2 separate regions of the Mus musculus genome follow, and region 2 is linked to region 1. The links are chromatin contacts, called in public Hi-C maps. All regions are on one chromosome and are shown on one strand. The core of a region is the stretch at or near the end of the contact, and the rest is flanking DNA. Distances in the headings are between cores, read along the strand shown. Region 1 holds the start of Exosc10 (exosome component 10). Region 2 holds the start of Cdk11b (cyclin-dependent kinase 11B).

Evidence for each region. A called contact is a pair of places that touch in the nucleus more often than the background predicts.
Region 2: a Hi-C map of B cells shows a contact between it and region 1, with 6 read pairs. The contact joins the promoter of Cdk11b here to the promoter of Exosc10 in region 1. A contact is called at or near these places in 2 of 484 Hi-C or Micro-C datasets (B cells and cortical neurons).

Annotation. Positions count from the first base shown.
Region 1 is chr4:148,555,177-148,562,034 of GRCm38.p6, forward strand. Exosc10 (exosome component 10) reads left to right here and starts at 3,243. Exons shown (of 25, transcript NM_016699.3): 1 at 3,243-3,402; 2 at 4,372-4,508; 3 at 5,837-5,960. The coding sequence starts at 3,292. It overlaps Mtor (mechanistic target of rapamycin kinase), which reads left to right. Exons shown (of 58, transcript NM_020009.2): 57 at 1,091-1,196; 58 at 1,669-2,509. The coding sequence ends at 1,684. It also overlaps the pseudogene Gm23318.
Region 2 is chr4:155,622,110-155,628,336 of GRCm38.p6, forward strand. Cdk11b (cyclin-dependent kinase 11B) reads left to right here and starts at 2,745. Exons shown (of 20, transcript NM_007661.4): 1 at 2,745-2,832; 2 at 3,422-3,545; 3 at 4,665-4,780. The coding sequence starts at 3,435. It overlaps Gm16023 (predicted gene 16023), which reads right to left and starts at 2,646. Exons shown (of 3, transcript NR_040441.1): 1 at 2,250-2,646. It overlaps Slc35e2 (solute carrier family 35, member E2), which reads left to right. Exons shown (of 9, transcript NM_177186.4): 9 at 1-1,231.

The DNA.
Region 1 (6,858 bases), core at 1,993-4,492:
GAACCATGACAAGTGGAGAAACCCTAGTATTTATGGAGATCTGGAAGACTTAAACAGTCATTGAGGTAGGAGAAAGGTGCTTTGCCAGCTAGGCGTGGTGGCTCATGCCTGCAATCCCAGTAGTAAAACAAAGCAGAAGTGCAGCTGGCTGGGTCATAACAGTGAGTTCTAGGAATACTCAAAAATAATCAGATGGGCAGGTACAACTACCTACTCAGGCCAGCTGATACTACATGAAGTCTCTCTCAAGACCCACTCCCCCCCACCCCCATCTCAAAGAAAAGAAAAAGAGGTGGGATGGGCCTGGAAAGGTGGCTCTGTGGTGAAAAGCAGGTGTTATCCTTGTGGTCCAGGTTTGGTTCCCAGCATCCATATATGGTTCATGCCTATCAGTAACTCCAATTCCAGGGCACCTGACTCCATGTTCTGACCTCCAAGAGCACAAACATGGTACACATATGGGCAAAACACTGAGGCACATAAAATTTAAAAATCTCTAAAACATAAAACAAAACCGTTCTCGCTTCGGTAGCAAATATACTAATGTTGGAATGATACAGAGAGGATTAGCATGGCCCCTGAGCAAGAATGACATGCAGAGGACTCTGGGAGGGGGGACTAAATAAATAAAATAATTAAAAAAAAAATCAAATAGAAATGCATAATCATACCGTGCATTATCTTTAGTCGACGAAGTTTAGATATTTGGGAGTCTGGGCTATTGATTACCAACAGTAAATGAATTTGGCTTTAAAAAAAAAAAAAGCATATTATCAAAGAAGCTCTATTGGCTAGTTAGGCTGCTGAGCCTGTGTGGGGACAAGATCTTAACTGTCCAGTAGAAACACTGATGAAAATTTGTGGGGTTCAAGCTAAATGACCTTGTTCACGCCTCAAATCTGATTTCGGAACAGCGCTATTAGGCACATCTTAGAACTGGGTCTATATTAAGAGATCAGTGTGCCTGCAGATGACACAGAGGTGAATTTCTCACTGCAGATGTGGTCTGTCCTTCCTGCTCTAGCTGAGCCAAACAAGAACATGGGCTGTGTTGTTGCCAAGTGCAGATGACAGTCTTTCTGCTTCCTAGGTCGGGATTTCTCTCATGATGACACTTTGGATGTTCCAACCCAAGTGGAGCTGCTTATCAAGCAGGCAACATCTCACGAGAACCTCTGCCAGTGCTACATTGGCTGGTGAGTGAGCCTGCAGAGGAGCCTCCTCAGCCAGGCATGGTGGGCATGCCCTTACTCCCCAGCACTGGGCACGCAGAGGCAGGCAAAACTCGAAGTTTCAGTACAGCCAAGGCTATAGTGGTGAAACCATGTCTCAAAAATATCTGAGAATGCTCCTTGTCTAACGGGAAACTGAGAGCTGTGATCTGTATCTGGAAGTCACAGCTGCTTCAGAGCTACAGTTTAGAATGGGCAGGTGTGTGACTTTCTGTGGTGGCTTTAGATTTTTGTTGTCACTCCTGAGATGTAGAAGGGCACAGGAAGAGTCAGAGCAATGACTAGAGAGAAAAAGGGAAGAAGAAGATTGGTAATCCTGTAATCGAGTCTGGGCAGAGAGATCTCTGGGAGCTCAGGCCCGTTAGCCCTTGACTAGTGATACTGACTGAGTCCCACGGGGCTCTGACTGACCGTCCCCTTTCTGTCACCTTCCTAGGTGTCCCTTCTGGTAACTGAGGCCTGGAAAACCACGTCGTCTCCTCCCAGGCTTTAGTACCTTGTCTGTGCTTCCAGTGGACTAAAACCATGGACAGACAGTTGGACTTGTTAAATATTTTGAAATGTATATGAAAAGAACTACTGTATATTCAAAGTTGGCTTCCGCCAACCTCCTAGCTGCTGTTGAAAAGACACTGTCAGAAACACAAGGCTTGATTCAGTTCCCAGGACAGTGAAACACAGTAATCCTTCAGAAGCCAAGCCTTGGATTTTGGGAGAACAGAAGATGGGTAACTGAGAAATACGGGTTTTGACTTAACTTACAAGAAAACTCATCATAAACATTGCTGACAGAATAATCCAGTTGGTCCTCTCAACCAGGGGCTCCAACGGCAAGGACACAGAGGTCGGCACTCCACTATCCTGTTACCTCACCCGTCCCTGGATGCAGTGGCGACATTTGCAGGATGGGCCAACATGGCTAAGAGAGTCTGTCTTCCGCCTGACCCCACGATGCTGAAACTCACAAGACCTGCCCTTCCAGGAGGACATTTGTTCAGAAGCCTGGCCACCGGGCATGAGCAGGTGTGCCAAGGATCTCCATGCGGGGCCACACTGGCTCTACTGTGTTCAGTGAGGGAGGGATATGCTGTATTTGCAGCAGGGACTCAGAACATAAATGCTGATCACAGAGGGACACACTAGAGCAGGTTGTGAGTTATAAGCAAAGTAAATATCCAACTAAATACACAAAGTATAAAGTAAAGCCACATCTAGACACCACGTTGTATCTGAGTAAATTTTGTGCCAATAAATGACATCAGAATTTTAAAAGCATATATGTGTATGACTGGCTTTCTGTTCATCATTTTGTAAATTCTGTTATTGGGCTTTGGATTAAACTCAGTGGTGAGCCACTGACTAACAGGCACAGGAGCTAACACCATTACATTCCAGCACTAGACAGGCAACCATGGGTCTCTTGAGTTTCAGGACTACACAGAAAACCCTGTCATAATAAACGAGAATACATACATACATACATACATACATACATACATACATACATACACACACACACACATAGGCGTGTCACTTTATCAGTATGGCACATGTATGTATGTGTATGGGTGCCCATGTCAGCCAGTTGAAGTCATCTGCTCCCTTGGAACTGGAGTTACAAGTGGTCATGAACTTCAAGCCTGCGTGCTGTGGTCCTCTTTAAAAAAAAACAGCGAGTGTTCTTAACTGCTTCAAAACCTCCCTTCCCTCCCTCGCCCAATGTTTTAAACAAATTGGAAAAACCCAATCCTAACGTGGTTTTGCACGTCTTTAATCCCAGCACTTGAGTGGATGAGGCAGGCGGATCGGAGGTGAAGAGCTAGCTTTAAATGTGATTTTGATTGTACCCTCCCTCCAGTTCTCAGGCGAGGCCACAGGTTTGTTAGGATACAGCGTGAAATCAAAGAAAAGCCTAAATTTCCCCATCGTTAAGGCAAGACCCACAAAGCTACGCTACTTGGTGAGGGGTGGGGGGAGGATTTAACCGCGCGCATGCGTGTTACGCCCGCCTCGGGCAGCCGGAACAATCTCGCGAGAAGAGCCGCCCTAGGACGGAAAAATGGCGCCTCCCAGTCCCCGGGAGCATCAGTCCGCGCCGGCGACCAGTGCGACCAAGCCTGACGCGGAGATGGTACTGCCTGGCTTCCCCGATGCAGACAGCTTCGTAAAGGTGAGTTCGCGGGCCCTGGGGCTCCCCAGGAGCCCCCTGTTCTGGCCGGAAACGGGTCTGAGGCTACGGGCTTCCGGCGCCCGTCACGGCGGCCTGACGGCGCGCACGGAGAGCGGGAGAGGAGGGCTCCGCGCTTCCGGTGTGAGCGCGTGTGGCTTCGCGTGTCGAGCCGTGTCCGCGGCCTCGGAGGGGCGTCCTTGTCACTACCTCTCCCGAGGGGCCCGACAGCTGGGAGACGCTCCCTCCCATTGCTCACCCCGCTGCTGCCCTGACGTCCGTTACCCCAATCTCGTGGGTTGACTGTCCCCCGTCACGGGTGACATCAAGCCTCTCCAAGTGTCAAAGGACCTCTTGAGAAGGAGCATAGAGTTTTTTTTTTTTTAATTTATTTAAAGTCTTTGTTCACAAAATTCATGATGCTGTCATTAGGCCTTCACACCTCCCATCTGCCGGGGTCCCCCAACCGTAAGATCATTTTCATTGATGGCCTTGCTGCAAGCAATCTATGTAGACATTAACTTCAAAGTAAATTGCGATCCTCTTGTTAGTTTAAAAAAATATATTATTTTCGTCGCTAATTTGTAACAGTAATTTTGCTACCGTTATGAATCATAATGTAAGCAGGCAGGGTATTGGTGGGTCTGTGACCCATTATTTATCAACGACAGCTGCTTCTGATTGTTTACCCTTAACTACCTCACAACAGTCTTATCGAAAGCACTGGATATAAAATGGTCATCTGAGTGGGGTGGGAGTGGTGCACACCTTTAATCCCAGCACTTGGGAGGCAGAGGCAGGCGGATCTCTGTATGTCTGAGCCCATCCTAACCCAGGTCCTGTAAGAGAAGTGCTAAGCGCTCTTTTAACACTGAGTCTCTCCAGCTCTTGTGAGGTTTTTTTTTTTTATTTATTTCTGTTGAATGGACAGGAATCCGTGTCTAAAATGTGTCTTTTTCTCTGGATTTTCAGTTTGCACTTGGGTCGGTAGTGGCAGTTACCAAGGCATCCGGGGGCCTGCCACAGTTCGGTGACGAGTATGATTTTTACAGAAGTTTCCCTGCCTTCCAGGCATTCTGTGAGACACAAGGAGACAGGTTACTGCAGTGGTAAGTTTATTACGTTGATTGAAAGAAAGAGGGGCTGGAGAGATGGCTGAGCGGTTAAGAGCACTAACTGTTCTTCCAAAGGTCCAGAGTTCAAATCCCAGCAACCAACCACGTGGTGGCTCACAACCATCTGTAATGAGATCCAATGCCCTCTTCTGGTGTGTCTGAAGACAGCTACAGTGTACTCACCTATAATAAATAAATAAATCTTAGAGAGAGAGAGAGAGAGAGAGAGAAGAGAGAGAGAGAGAGAGAGAGAGAGAGAGAGAGAGAGAGAGAGAGAGAGAGAGAGAGAGAGAGAGAGAAAGAAAGAAAGAAAGAAAGAAAGAAAGAAAGAAAGAAAGAAAGAAAGAAAGAAAGAGGAAGAAAGGAAGAAAGAAAAGATTTTCCTGAGGGTCACATACCTCAGCGGTTGGGAAGTAATGAGAATGGTTGGGTTTCTGGGTCTGAATTCCGGTACCAACCAACCACAAAAAAACAAAACAAACAAAAAAAAAAAGCACTGCTAAAGGCCAGTGAACATAGGATAATCGCATGGCCTCTGGTTGTTAAGAGAGCATACATGGAGCCCGGGCTAGCCTGGAACTTGCTATGTAGACCAAGCTGGCCTTGAAAATCTTAGAGATCAACCTTTCCCTACCTCTTGAGTGCTAAAATAGATATGTGCGCCATCACAGCCAGCATGATCTATGATCGTTAAAAATAAATTAGGGGCCAGCAAGATGATTCAGTAGGCAAAAGTCACCTAATTCTAAGCCTGACAGCATGAATTGAACCCCTGCGACTCTCAGGATGGAGCGAGCAAGCTTCTGCAAGTTGTCCTCTGACCTTTACACATGGGCAGGGGAACTCACACATAGATGTACACATTGTTTGTTTGTTTAAATCGTCTTTTGCTGTGTGTGGTGACTCACACCTTTAATCCCAGCACTAGGGAGGCAGAGGTGAGTAGGTCTCTGAGTTAAGGCCAGCGTGGTCTATAGAGTGAGTAGAACAGCCAAGGCTACGTGTTTCTCATCTGTTAATTGTTGGGGGAAATTACCTTAAAGTTATTATTTTATTGAGACTAGGTCTAACTCACTAAATTGCACAGGTTGGCTTCGAACTCACTGGGCCCAAGCCTTCCGTGAAGGCAGTATCACAAGTCTACACCACCAGGCCTGGTTTTGGGTCTTATGTCTGAAACATTGCTGTGAGGATATACATTTTATTAATTTCATCCAGACTGCTGGGAAGCCTGTGATCCGAGCCCTTTGTGGTGTTTTCCCAGACAGTGGATTGGTAGAGTAAAGCAGACATGCTAACCTTGGTTTTCCTCTCTTCCTTAGCATGAGTCGGGTAATGCAGTACCATGGCTGTCGCAGCAACATCAAAGACCGAAGTAAAGTGACTGAATTGGAGGACAAGTTTGATTTATTAGTCGATACCAATGACGTGATATTGGAGAGAGTGGTGAGTGCCTCCTGTCCACATAAGTAAACTCAGACAGAAAGCTCAGATATCAAAATGCAAGGAGAAACCCCAGTGTTACGGAAAATGGAGTAAGTGTAGCCCGGCCTAGCGGCCATACCTATGTCTCAGCACTGGAGAAGCAAAGGCAGGTGGGCCTCTGAGTTCCAGACCAGCCTGCTCTACACAGTAAGACCTCTCTGATAGGGAGATGGGTGGGTGGGTGGGTGGGTGGATAGATAGATGGACATTTTCATTACATGGATGGGCACGTGCTCCTGAGTGCCAGTGTCAGTGGAGACCTGCGATCTTGGAGCTGGAGTTACAAGCAGTTGTGACCCACCTAACATGGGTGCTGGGGTAGAGTACCAGTCCTCTGCAAGAGCCATACGTGCTCTCTCCAGCCCCCGTCCATGCTTTGCAAAAACAGTTACACTTTTTAGCTCTGAAAAATGGCTCACAGCCGGGCATGGTGGCGCACGCCTTTAATCCCAGCACTTGGGAGGCAGAGGCAGAGGCAGGCGAATTTCTGAGTTCGAGGCCAGCCTGGTCTACAGAGTGAGTTCCAGGACAGCCAGTGCTACACAGAGAAACCTGTTTCGAAAAACCAAAAAAAAAAGAAAGAAAGAAAAATGGCTCACAAGTTAAGAGCGCTTTCTGCTCTTCTAGAGGACCCAGGTTAAATTCCCAGCACCCACGTGGCAGCTCACAACATCCTCACACAGACATACATGCAAGCAAAATACCAATACATATAGAATAAGATAAATAAATCATTTATAAAAATTTAAAATCTTAATTGGCAAGTTGAAATTCTGAATACTTGTAATATATAAATAAATGATATATTACATTTATCTAATTTTAATTTATTCATTTTTATTTTATGTGCATTGGCGTT
Region 2 (6,227 bases), core at 1,495-3,994, 7.1 Mb after region 1:
AAACAGCACAAAACAAGTGGCTTTGTGATCCTGCTCTCAGATGATCACTTTGCTCAGTGATAATAACAGATGCTCAGCACAGCCTCCTGTCACATCTGTCCAAGTGATGTCTTCTTTTTTTTTTTGTTGTTTTTTTTTGTTTTTTTTTTTTGTTTTTGGAGACAGGGTTTCTCTGTGTAGCCATGGCTGTCCTGGAACTCACTTTGTAGACCAGGCTGGCCTCGAACTCAGAAATCCACCTGCCTCTGTCTCCCGAGTGCTAGGATTAAAGGCGTGCGCCACCACCGCCCAGCAAGTGATGTCTTCTTAACATTGGAAAGGGGTAAAGAAAGATGTTAGTACAGATGGGAAACAATGCCGGCTCCTCCTGAGATTGCATTTACCTATGTAACCCATAGTGTCCTTGAACTCTAGATTCTTCTAAGTCATCGTTCTCAGGACTGAGATTACAAGTACGTGTCACCACTTCTGACTCCTGCCTTTGAACATCAATCTTTTGTTTTTTCTTAACACGTAAATATTGATCTCCCTGTGAGGCGGCCTCTTCATCTCTTCATTCTCCCACCCTTCGTTTATTATGCTAGGCATAGTACTCAGGGCTTCAGGAATGCTAGGCTGCTATTCTTTCTCTGAGACATGGCCTCCAGCCTGTTTTTCTTAGTTTATCAATGCCTTTGCTCTCCCCATGAATTAGAACAGGACATGCTGATTGTGGACAAATAGTATCCACCACAATTAGAGTGTAGTAGGTTTTAACTTCAGTGTCTCTGAAGTACGTTTTCCTGGGTACTCTGATCCTGACTTTGCCAGCTGCTGGACCCTTCCTAATATGTCCAAGTTTAGTTTGAATTAAATCAAGTTGGCTAGTTGTGTGTTTGTGGGGTTTTTGTTTGTTTTTACTTTTCATTTCTGGGACTCAAGCTGCATACTAAATTCATTTGTAATGTCTGGACTTAATAATAATGTAATTGTGAGTATGTTCGTTCAATGTTCGTTCAATGTTGGCACTTTGGAAAAGGCCACAGTTTAGGGTGGACAATTGTCTGCATCAAAGCCAAGTCATATTTGCTTTATACCAAACAATACTAGAGAATTAAAACACATCATAAAATGTACACTGTTTTGTATTTCACCTCTTTCAGTATTTAAATAATTATATTAATGCCTCCTAGAAAAGAATTCTGTTAGATAATTCAGTGATTCCTGAAATAAATTGGTATTGTGTAATTAATCCTGCAGTAGCCTCCTCATTCTTTTTATCCAAGCTGCCAATGGTTCTTGTATGAATATGAAAACATGTAACTATTTTGTTCGTTTGGTTTCCTTTTTTTTGATACAAGGTTTTTCTGTGTAACCCTGTGGACCAGGCCACCTTTAAACGGTACCTCTGTCTACAAAGTGATAAGATCGAAGATGTGAGCCACCACCACCTGGCTTGTATAACTCTGTTATGTATGCTACTGAAATCAGACTTAGTTTCCAAGTCACTGATAACTCTGGAGGCAAAGTAAGAGCTGGGATCACAAAGTGTTTCACTCCAATATCCCTCATTTTTTTCATACACTAGTTGTTATATTCTTTCACATCTTACCATTTCACAGTCATAACTAACAGTGGTTTCCTTTTCATTTTGTTTGTTTCTGACCCTAACTCAAGAAATTTAATCATATTGCTATTTTTTGTTTCACGATACAGAGCTGCTTTTGTAGCCTTGGCTGTCCTAGAACTAGCTCTGTAGACCAGGCTGGCCTCAAACTCACAAGAGGTCCGCCTGCTTCTGTCTCCCTAGTGCTGGCATTAAAGGTGTGCTCCACTGATGCATGGCATTGCTTTTTGTTTGTTTGTTTTTTTCCCCAATACCCACAGGATAACCTGACAAAAACAAGCAGCTGGAATTTTCCTTTCTGCTCTCTCTTCCATAAGCCCTGATAGGTTAATAGGTTTTTAGTGGAATCGTAAAAACCTTTAAGACCTTCAGGTGGTTTAAGTACACGTTTGAGAAGTGTCTAGACACTTCAGCATTTAGAATGAAAAGAAAACAAAAAGAATACAGAGATACAGGCCAGAAATAGAGGCTAGGTCTACGTACTAAACTCTATTTCAAAGCAAAACAATAACATAAAGACTCAACCACTATCGTAGGCCAAGCAGAAGAGGTTGTTTTAAGGAGGTTGGCTGAGGAAACTGGATTCGTTTCAATGTTTTCTTGTGCAGGGGACTTCCTCATCATAGGATGTTAACTAGCCTACCTGTGAATTCAGCTTCCTGGGTCCTGGGTAGGTCAGAAAGACAACTTGTTTTTCCATTGGATGGCACGACGCCACTTTGGAGGCGTCTATACGTCAGAGCAATTAGTCTGATGGGTAGAAACAAATGTCTGGCTGCGGAAGGTTGAGTGGCACAAGCAGCTTGTCACGAGTGCAAATGCTGCTCGGCCTGCAGACTACGCTACCGAGTGCCTGGAGGTAGCCCTGCCTGGCAGAGCGAAGGTGCAGCGGGAGGCACGGTTTCCGGTTTCCGCAGACGGCCGAGCGCATCGTCTCGAAACGTCATCTCTCGGAGACACCCCAGGACGTTACCAGACGCTACTTCGCTTTTATCCGCCCAGCCTCGCGTCGTTGGCAGGAGCCAACTCACGATGTAAGGACACTTCCGGTGCGCGCAAGGTACTGTGGGGCGGCCAAAAAAAGTCGAGCGCACACGCGGTTCGTCGTCGTCGTCGTACGTCATCATCACGCTTCCGCGGAGGAAGTGACGACAATCCTGGCGCGCGCCGGGCGCTGTTCCTTCCCAGACTCCAGGACCGGCTGCGGCGGCTGTAGCGGCGCAGGGGTGAGTAGCGGCGCGGGGGTTCGGAGCAGGGTTTACGGCGCCCCTGAAGAATCGCGGCTGGCGACACGCTGCTGCCGCGGAGCAGTCTCGCTCCACACGGAGCTGAGGGCGGTGGAGGCGGCAGGCCTGGCGGCCCCCGGAGCCGGCCCTTGCCTCAGGTTTGCGTGACTGAACCCTCAGAAGTGGGACCCCGCCCCGGAGTCCCGCGCTTGACAGTGCACCTTGATCTTACCTGTCACCCAGGCCTCCCCGCGTCCTGGAGCTTTCTCATACAACCTTTTGACACCTAAGGCAGAGTGTGTTGAGTGCGAGGCACTGAAATGACCTGGATGGTCTTTCATCCTAGAACAGTACCGTTACGTGGATGATGATGGTTGCGTTTTACGGAAAACACTGAGGTAAACTAAGTTACCCAAAACCTTACAGGAATGACAGAAACGACAGTGTATTCAGGCAGAATCCTTCCGACCTACCGGGACTTACTCTGAAACACTAACGATTAGACTTAAGTGTTCGGAAAAGACAGACCGACAGACCGACCGTAGCTTTCTGTGTCCCGAGGTTGCTTGAATTGTTTTTCTTTTTGCAGTGTTTTAACTCAAATGGGTGATGAAAAGGACTCTTGGAAAGTGAAAACGTTAGATGAAATTCTCCAGGAAAAGAAACGAAGGAAAGAACAAGAGGAGAAAGCAGAGATAAAACGCTTAAAAAATGTAAGCTATGTTTTTTAAGTAAGTGGTTTTCTTAAAGAAGATTTAATTTCTTTGCCCTCATTTTTCCATTAGAACAACGCTTCTTCGGTGAAGTTCTTTTGTACTTCCAAATGTCACAGGTGAGCCCAAAATCTATTCTAAAATTAACAAAAACATTCATATACTCAGTTGACGTTGAAGATAGATTAATAACACACTGAAGCTGTATCGAAATGAGAATATCTCGTTACAAAATAAAATATTCTGAACCTAGAATCATTACTGCCACCAGACTAATTTTTCTCATTTCATTATTAGTATATTCATAATACCATTTACCAAGCATTTTTAATAAAGTGGGAACTTTCCTTGCAATTAAAATGAGTGCTTTGTAATTACCTTGCTTTGGATGATGATATATTTAGAGTCCTTAGGTGACTGGATAAGAAACATTGATATAAGTGCTTCTTATTGTCAATATATGTATGATGTATTTCGTGTGTAAAAATCCAACTAAAGTCTTAGTTTTGGCTCAGAAAAACTAACGTTCATATAGTCTTATGACCCTTATCATGTACAATGTTTTAAATTTTCTGTTCTCAGGTTTCAGGTTACCAAAAAAAAAAAAAGTGATTTTAATTACATGAGTTTTGAACAAAATTAATATTTGAAGTTTCTATTCAAAAAATGTATATTTAGAGTTGGTTAGCAAACTTCAATTATCCTTAAAGATATTTAACCTGTACAACCTTTAATCCTAACACTCAAGAACTCAGGAGGCTGAGGCAGGCAGATCTATTGAGTTCAAAGCCAGCCAGTGCAATGTATATTTTATGTATATGTATAATTATATATATGTGCATTTGTATGTATGTGTGCATATATGTGTATATATGCATATATATATACACACATATACTTCCTATATATGTGTGTGTCTGTGCATATATATAGTGAGCTACGTATGGTGATGTACAGTGATGTACAGTGATGTAACCTCAGCATTTTGAAGACGGAGGCAGGTTTCTAGCTCAAAAACCGTCTTGAGCTACATAACAAGTTATTTTTCAAAGATAGACAAAGAAGAAAGGTGATTGATAAGGAAAATGACTCAATGCTTCATTTTCCTTTGCTTCTTAGTCTGATGACCGCGATTCCAAAAGGGATTCCCTTGAGGAGGGGGAGCTGAGAGATCACCGAATGGAGATCACAATCAGGAACTCACCATATAGAAGAGAGGATTCTATGGAAGACAGGTGAGAGAACTTAAGCTGTTGTCATATTTAGCCTGTAGCTCATGGGCCACATGGGCCCTAGGTTAGCTATGAATGCATCCCAATACAGAATTGTGAACTACTTAAAACATGCGTTTTGTTTTTGCAGTTTTATTGGTTGGTGGGTGGAGTTAGTGTTGGGGTGGGGGTGTACGTGGGTGTTACTTTATCCACAGGAATCAAAAGGTCCCCAAAGCTGGAGTAAAAGGTTGTTGTGAGATGCCCAGTATGGGTCCTGGGAACTGACCTTGGGTCTTTTTCAAGAACAACAAGTGTTCCTAACTATTTAGCCTTTTCTCTGGTCCCCTAGCCTGCCTTTTGTCGGTATTACTAGGGAAAGGTTTGAAGGCTTAGTGTTTAAGAGCACTTGTTGTTTTTATACCCTGTATTGCAAGTCTACAGGTTTGATTCCAGCAGCCAATGGTCATGGTGACTTACAACCATCTGTAAGTCCAATTCCAGAAAATCTGATTCGCCCTTTGACCTCCATGGGCACATGTAATATATATGCAGGAAAACATTCATACACATAAATGAATTTATTAAAAAGATAAATTTTTGTATGTTTGGGTTTTTTTTGTTTATTTGAGACAGTGTCTCTATATAGTCCTACCTGTCCTGGAGCTCACTATATAAATCCTTTATCTCAGAAACCCACTTGCCTCTGCCTCAAAAGTGCTGGGATTTAAAGGTGTGTGCCACCATGGCTGGCTATTTAAAGTTTGTATTTTGTCCTGACGTTTGTCTCACATGTGAGATGGCTTTTGTGTGGAGTCAGCTATTATGAAGTCCAAATAAGCATGTATTCCTTTCTTTGTAATATCTTCAATCAAACCAGCACCATTTAGTTAGTATATTTAAATCGCTATCCTGTATTGCAAGTCTACAGTTTTCAGAGTAACCCAAGGTTGAGTTTGGAGGGGCCACTGTCAGCAGCATCGATGTCTGATGGTCCTTTCACGGTGGTGAGGTCATTTGTTCTCTCCTCCCATCCTGTAAGACAACTGAGGGAAGTCCTTTTTTTTTTTTTAAAGGTTTATTTACTTATTATATGTAAGTACACTGTAGCTGTCTTCAGACACACCAGAAGAGGGAGTCAGATCTCGTTAGGGATGGTTGTAAGCCACCATGTGGTTGCTGGGATTTGAACTCAGGACCTTCGGAAGAGCAGTCGGGTGCTCTTACCTGCTGAGCCATCTCACCAACTCCGAGGGAAATCCTTCTAAGAAACTCAGAGTGTAAAGTCTTCCAGGGTCTTGTGTTAAAGAATTAGTTGAAGGTTCTGCTAAGTGACTTTTTTTTTTTTAAAGATTTATTTATTTATTATATGTAAGTACACTGTAGCTGTCTTCAGACACTCCAGAAGAGGGTGTCAGATCTTGTTGCGGATGGTTGTGAGCCACCATGTGGTTGCTGGGATTTGAACTCA